Linked DNA regions of Sus scrofa: region 2 is linked to region 1. A link is a contact called in public HiChIP or PLAC-seq data. All regions are on one chromosome and are shown on one strand. The core of a region is the stretch at or near the end of the contact, and the rest is flanking DNA. Distances in the headings are between cores, read along the strand shown.

Region 1 (3,252 bases), core at 22-2,521:
CCTGCTACTTCCCAGGGCCAGGCTCCGGCTCTTGACACAACTTATTTCCTCCCAAAAATAGTCCTGCCAGGGATGTTCTGTTTACTGTCTTCAGCCACACAGAGGGAGAACCAAGCTCAGCCACAATGATGGAGCCCTCTGACTGGGGGCACACGCTTCCTACTGCAGCCTTCGCCCCCTTTCCAGAAAAGGCTTGATGGAAGGGGAAGGGAGGGGGGCACTCTGGGCTGTGTGTGAAGTCCACCTGCCTTGCTCTCCTTGCCAGGATGGTGCTCCTATCTGGGGTCAAGCGATGCTGGCCCCCAACTTCTGTGGGTGGGAAGAGACTTTGATTTGTCCAGCCTCCGGTTGGACCCTCCCCATCTGCTCTGCCTGGGCAGCTACTGCCCTAGAAAGCTGGATCCAGCCCGGCCTGACCTCCCACAGGCCCGTCAGAACCCTTTCACTTAGGACCTAATGTGTTAACTAGGAGCCAGGCCACGTGCCAGGCAGGAGGTCGGGGAGATGAGAAAGATGGGCTCTGCTTGATGGGGCCCGAGGCTGCGGAGATGCGCAGACGGAGCACCTGGCCTGGTGGTGCACCTGGAGGCCCGCTCAGGCCTGGGCGCGAGCCTGAGGGTGATCAGTGATTAGCTGGGGGAGGCGCCGGGGGAGGAAGTGCGCCCACGCACGCTTTTTAAAAGGAGGAACTTTCAGGAAGAGGAAGGTCTTTCAGGCGCAGAGGAAAAAGAGCTGGTGCAAAGGTGTGGAAGTCTCTGCGTCTGCCCCCTGCCCCTCCACGGATGGTGCGCTGGTTCGCGCTGTGTCCAGACGTCGCCTCACACAGGTAAGCATTTACCACTGCGACCTCACAGAAGAGAAAGTGGCCCTAACTTGCGCCTCGGGCATGTCGCTCTCCTTAGGACGACGGGAGCGGGGCGGGAGGGCGAGTTCTGCAGCGGAAGCCGCAGGCCCTGAGCTCGCGGCGAGGCCTGGGCGGGAAGGGCGCCGACTTTGAACGTGGAGAAGCGCCTCTTGCCGGTGGTGGAGGGCAGGTGGGAGGCGAGAGCGCGTCTGCTGCGCAGGGGGCGGCGGGGCGCCCCCGCAGGGGGACCGAGGTCCGTCGCGGGCCAGCGGCGGGTGACTGCGCGGGCAACTACCGGGCGCCCAGCGCGCCCTCCGGGCGAGGCCGCTGCGTTTCTCGGGCGTGGCCGGCAAGTCGGGCCAGCCGGGTGGGCCCCGCGAGGCCGCGCCGTCCCCGCCCCGAGGCCGCCCCAGAGGCCCCGCCGCGCCGCCGGCAGGAGGCTGGGCCGGGCCAGGCCGCGCTCCAGGCTGCCTGCTTTGGTCCACGGGGCAGCGGATGGGCCCGGGCGACGTTCAGCGGGACGCGGTCGCCCTTAGAGCCTGCAGTTTGACGGCACTGGGTTCGTGGGGGTTACACGCGCCCACCCCGCACAGGCAAGACGCTAGGGGGGCGCCGGAGGCCGGGAGGGCAAGGACCCTCGCTTTTGCCTCGAGGAGTGCACGGCTGCTGGCGGGGGCCTCCTGGAGGGCTGGGCGGAGAGCGGGGCCCGGCTAAAAGGCGCAGGTGGCGGCGGCGCGCCGGGCGCGGCGGGGGGCACGAGCTGGAGCCAGCGGGGGAGGAGGGGGCGACCGAGGCGACGCAGGGACCTGCGCGCGTGGCAGGGAGCGGGAATGGGACGCTGTGTGCGCAGTGTCCCCAGGGCTCTTGCATGGAGGAACCGTAGGCAGCGTTGGAATTTGGGAAACCAAGGTGAACCCGGGGATTCAGGGACTTGAAGCCGCTGCTCCGTGTCCCATCCTGCTCTGCCTGTTCCACAAACATTCCAGAGCCCTGCTGGGGACAGTAAGGTCACAGTCCCGAATCTGCGAGGGAGGGACTACTTATCTCTGGTTACAAACTAGGATTGTGAGGCTCAGAGGTTAAATTACTTATCCAAGGTCACGCAGCTAGTAACTGGGGGAGGCAGGATTTGGACCCGCCCTCTAGGACTCCCAGCCTCTATCCACCCTCCTGGAACCCTGTGGGGCTCACCTCCTTCAGAGGCCCTGAGCACCCCACTGTTGGCCCCCAGTGCCCATGACCAGCTCAGGTGCCACTCTGACCTTCACCTGGGCAGGCGTGGGGGAAGGCCAAGATCTTTTTCCAGGACAGTGTTTACTAATAGCAGGCACAACCACTATGGGTCATGAAATCTTTTAAAGAAAGACCAGCTTTGAAAAAAATAACTGCCTCATACAAGACAAGGGCAGGTTTTGTGTGAGAAATGCTTCTTTCAGATGTGTGTGTGTGTGTGTGTGTGTGTGTGTGTCGCCTGAGCCATAATTTTAAATGTCCTTCTGGCCTTGCTCTGAAGGCAACATAGAACAGGCCCTGGGACTAAGGGGGGACATTGTGCCCTTAGGGCCCAGGACTGGCCAGTGGGAGATGCTAAGACCTAGCCTGGGGCTGGTGTGATTGTGCTGGCCCTGGTGGGGGGTGGGGGGAGAGGCATTTTTGCTTATACATCCCTGTCACTGAGAGGAGGCCCAAGCCCTGGGGTGGAGAGCAGTGACTGGATGGTCCTCCAAGTTGGCCCCTGGCAGTAGGATCCCCAGGTGGGTATTTTTTGGCAGGAGCTTCAGTTTTTGGTTCCCCAGTTTCTCCAGCTCCCAACTCAATGCATTCACTTATCCACCCAGTCATTTAGCTCATGTGTGTGCCTTTGTTGGAGCAACCTTCCCTTTGCCCACCCATGGACCCCTGGCAGCCTTCAAAAGTATCAGAGGTGCCTGCCCTGGCATCCATTCCCCGCCACCTGCATGCTGACTAGGCCCCCTTTCCTTGGCTCCTGTAGAAGCTGGTACCAAGGGCTCTTTTGTGGTTCTTTTCCCATACAATTGCTTGTTTATCCTCCACCAAACTTACCTGGCAGCTGCACTTCCTGACAGCTGGACTTCCCAGCCCATCTGCCCAACTCATTTCTCACCCCAAATACCCAGGCCAGCTCGGAGGCTATTGAAGAGTCAGGGCTGTCACCTGATCCCCTTCCTTCCCTCCCTCTCCATCACCCTCTCTGAAGTTTTCCTTTATGCTACGGCACCAGAGCACCTGCTCAGAAATGGCAACAGCCTTCCTTGGCAGGCAGCTCTGCGCGGTCTCAGGCTGTGGGTTTGGCCAGGTCGGAGTGTTGGGCCCTTGAGGAAAGGGCTGCTGGGATTGGCTCTGACACTCTGCCTGTGGAGCCAGGCCTTAACAGCTGCCCTGCAGGC
Region 2 (3,183 bases), core at 139-2,638, 160 kb after region 1:
AATGAAATTCTAATTTTATAATCTCTGACTCAGATGCTTTGAGTCAGAGGATCTGAGTGGAAGGATCCCAGCTCCTTGTCAGACAGACCAAAGTTTCTAAGATTGGCTGTCATTTGCTAGCTTTGTGACCCTGGAGAATTTCCTTCAACTTTCTGGTTTTTGGGTTTTTTTGTCTTTTTAGGGCCGCACTGGTGGCATATGGAAGCTCCCAGGCTAGGGGTTGAATTGGAGCTATAGCTGCTGGCCCACACCAAAGCCACAGCAAGGCCAAATCCGAGCCATGTCTGCGACCTACACCACAGCTCATGGCAACGCTGGATCATTAACCCCCTGAGTCAGGCCAGGGATCGAACCTGTGTCCTCATGGATGCTAGTCAGATTCGTTTCCACCGAGCCACAATGGGAATTCCCCCCTCAATTTTCTGAATCTCAGTTTTTCATCTAAAAGATGACAGTACCTTTCCTGGCAGAGTTTTGTTGGTATTAAGTGAAACAGTGTAACAGAAGATGAAAAAAAAAAGATCAAAGCAGATTGTGTGTGTGTTAGCAGGAGCGGGGAGAATACAGGACCTCGGCAGTGCTATAAAACTGTACTAGTGCCTACTGGTTAATTTTTGTCTTCGTAAGACCAGGTTACGAGCATCAGGATTAATGACAGGATAAAATAGACTCTGATGGGATGTGGACAGATTTTGGCTTGGATCCTCTTAGCAAGGAAGGGAAGGGTGGGGCCTGGGAGGAGAGGAGGCACCTGTGACTGTGCCGGGGGAGGGGCAGGAGGAAGTCACCCTCTGGCTCTGTTCCTGGGGTTTCTGGCCATGGAGGAGTCTGCTGTGGAGGTGCCCACCCACAGGAGTGGGCCTGGACAAGACCGCCACGACTGGTGTGGCACTTTCAGCTGTGACAGGGACACGGGGTTTCTTTCAACCTTCCCACCTCAGCTTTCTGCCCCAGCTCCTTTCTCAGGCCCTCCTGGTGCCTCTGTCACAGTGTCTCCTCTTAGAAACAGCTCAGCTTGTTCACAAGGAGCTCTAAGTGGCTGACAGAGCTAAACACGCCACCACTCCCAGGGACACTGCACTTCAAGCCACGGGTGACTCTCTGCTGGGGTCCTCTCTTCCACGGCATGAGGGTCCTGGTGGGAGTGGGCACCTCTGGCACCGCCTTGTCTGGCACCGCCTTGTCTGGCACCGCCTTGTCTTTTTGCAGAGCTGACCTAGTCTTGAGTCCGGGTGGACAGACATGAAGGAACAGGCCCCAAGCTTTGCCTGGGGGGGCAAGGCCCCCCCCCCCCCCCCCCCCCCCCGCCCTGGTTGGAGGAAGTGAGTGGGTGGGTCCTGCCTCCCGCTGCATGCTGACTCAGTGATTCCTGGAAGGAGGTGATGTCATGATGTCATGGTGACGGGGCAGTTCCCTCCCCAGCAAAGTCGGTAGGAGAGTGTGTCTCACTGGCACTGAGGCCTGAGGCTCACTTAAGAGTGACCAAGTCCCCTGGATCTTGCAGGCCACTTAATGCCGCCTACAGTGACAGCTCCCTTCTCCAGATTCCCACAGCTGGGATCACTTGTCCCTGCGGTGATCCCATATTTGGGGCAGTCTTGGTTGATCTTAAGCATCCGGCCTCTTTCATTTTCCCTGTGAACACATTCAGAAATCCTAGAAAACCATCCTAGTCTGAGCATGCCTCCTGGGGCTTTGGGCGCAGGAGCCACCAAGCTGGCGCAAACCAGAGCACGGCATCACGGGTATTCTTGTGTCTTTCTCCAGTTTCACATCTGGATGTCTTTTCAACAGTATGAATGGCTCCTCAGAGTCAGAGCTGTGTCCTTTTATTTCTTTTGTCTTCTCCAGGACTCCCCTTCGGGCTGAGGGTGTGGGAAACTAAAAAGATTTGGGGGCAGGGTAGAGGTGTAAGCTCCCTCTCCTGTCCTTGTCAGCGCCCCCCTCCCTTTACTTTGTGGGGGTTGGAGGCATCTGCAGCAGGGGCCCTCTGGGTATGTGAGAACGCCACTTCTTCCAGATCAGATCAGCACTAAATTAAAAGGTAATGGTAGCCAGTCCTGGTGTGGGCTTGGGAAAAACCCGGCTGGATTTGTTGGGGCCTGGGGTGCTTTCAGAAAACCACTCCCTGCTCCCTTTTTCGCCAGAGACTCCCTGGGAGGGACGCGTGTCAGACCCATGTGGAGTAAGACAGGTCCTTTGTCAACTGGAGTCTGGATTCAAATGCCAGCCACCTCCCCTGTCGTTCTCCAGACCAGCTCCACATTTTACAAGGGAGCCCCCATGTGGCCTTGTGCTGCCCGATGCTGCCCCCTATAGGCGGTTAGGGGGCACAGCCCTCACGACTGAGCCTGTGCCACCGGGACGGTGGCTTTTCATCACTTAAAGCTGTCAGAACAGCTAATAGGCCATGAATATGGAGAAAATTAGGCTTCTCCAAGTGAATTGGGTGTTGAAAGACACTGAGATAAATGCTAGAGGTAGTGAGAATTGATGGATGGAGCCCTGCTTACTGCAGCCATCTCATTTAAGTCCAAGCTCACGACAGCCCTAGAGGGGAGGCAGGTGTTCTGAGGCTTTGTGTAATGCATGATGGAATCTAGTCTTAGAAAGTTAAATAATGGTCCCAAGGTTATATATCCAGTAAATGCTGGAGCCATGTCTTGAACTCAGTGACCCCAGAGCTTGGTGACATCTGCTGTGCCATCTCCCTGTGCTAAGAGGGCAGAAGCCGATCCAGGAGGAAGATTCCTTTATCTGTAGTGTGAACAGGGTTCTTTGGAATGAGGGTGAAATTTCACGGAAGGAGTTTTAGCTGTAGTCTCTATGATGTGATTTTAGGGATGCTGGGAAGGTCCCCCTCCCTGGACATATGCTCCCAACTTGCTCATCCCATTGCCTGGAATTTCATTGTAGGGAAGCCATTCTTTTGACTAACATGGGCCAGGAGGTGCTCTCTCCCTAGTTGGAAATATGGGTCCTAAGGGGAAGTTGCACATTAACCCTTGCATTGTCATTCTACCTCAGTGGGGATTAGCTTTTCTTTTTTTTCTTTTTTTTGGGGGGGATTAGCTTTTCTGATTGCTTTATCCCTGTGGGAGAGGGTTAAGAGTATATGGGGAACCTGAAGGACTGGGGTATCTCTGATCGTCTTCCTGGATGTCACAGAAACTCCCCAAGCTG

Evidence for each region. HiChIP or PLAC-seq counts read pairs in DNA pulled down with a chosen protein or histone mark.
Region 2: a contact with region 1 is called in an H3K27ac HiChIP or PLAC-seq map of alveolar macrophages. The contact joins two enhancer-like sites. A contact is called at or near these places in 1 of 5 promoter capture datasets (fetal liver), 19 of 47 Hi-C or Micro-C datasets (adipose tissue, alveolar macrophages, blood and 12 more) and 2 of 2 datasets of contacts at active chromatin or transcription factors (alveolar macrophages and skeletal muscle).

Annotation. Positions count from the first base shown.
Region 1 is chr9:122,523,965-122,527,216 of Sscrofa11.1, forward strand. No RefSeq gene overlaps it. Among named protein-coding and RNA genes, the nearest start is that of KIAA1614, 42 kb to the left of the region's middle. Within about 2 kb of position 1,272, at least 23 of the 83 cell types and tissues checked have an H3K27ac peak or open chromatin away from gene starts, as enhancers often do. A contact at or near this core is called in alveolar macrophages, fetal liver, omental adipose tissue and 1 more, where this site is marked.
Region 2 is chr9:122,680,348-122,683,530 of Sscrofa11.1, forward strand. No RefSeq gene overlaps it. Among named protein-coding and RNA genes, the nearest start is that of IER5, 48 kb to the left of the region's middle. Within about 2 kb of position 1,389, at least 38 of the 83 cell types and tissues checked have an H3K27ac peak or open chromatin away from gene starts, as enhancers often do. A contact at or near this core is called in alveolar macrophages, fetal liver, omental adipose tissue and 1 more, where this site is marked.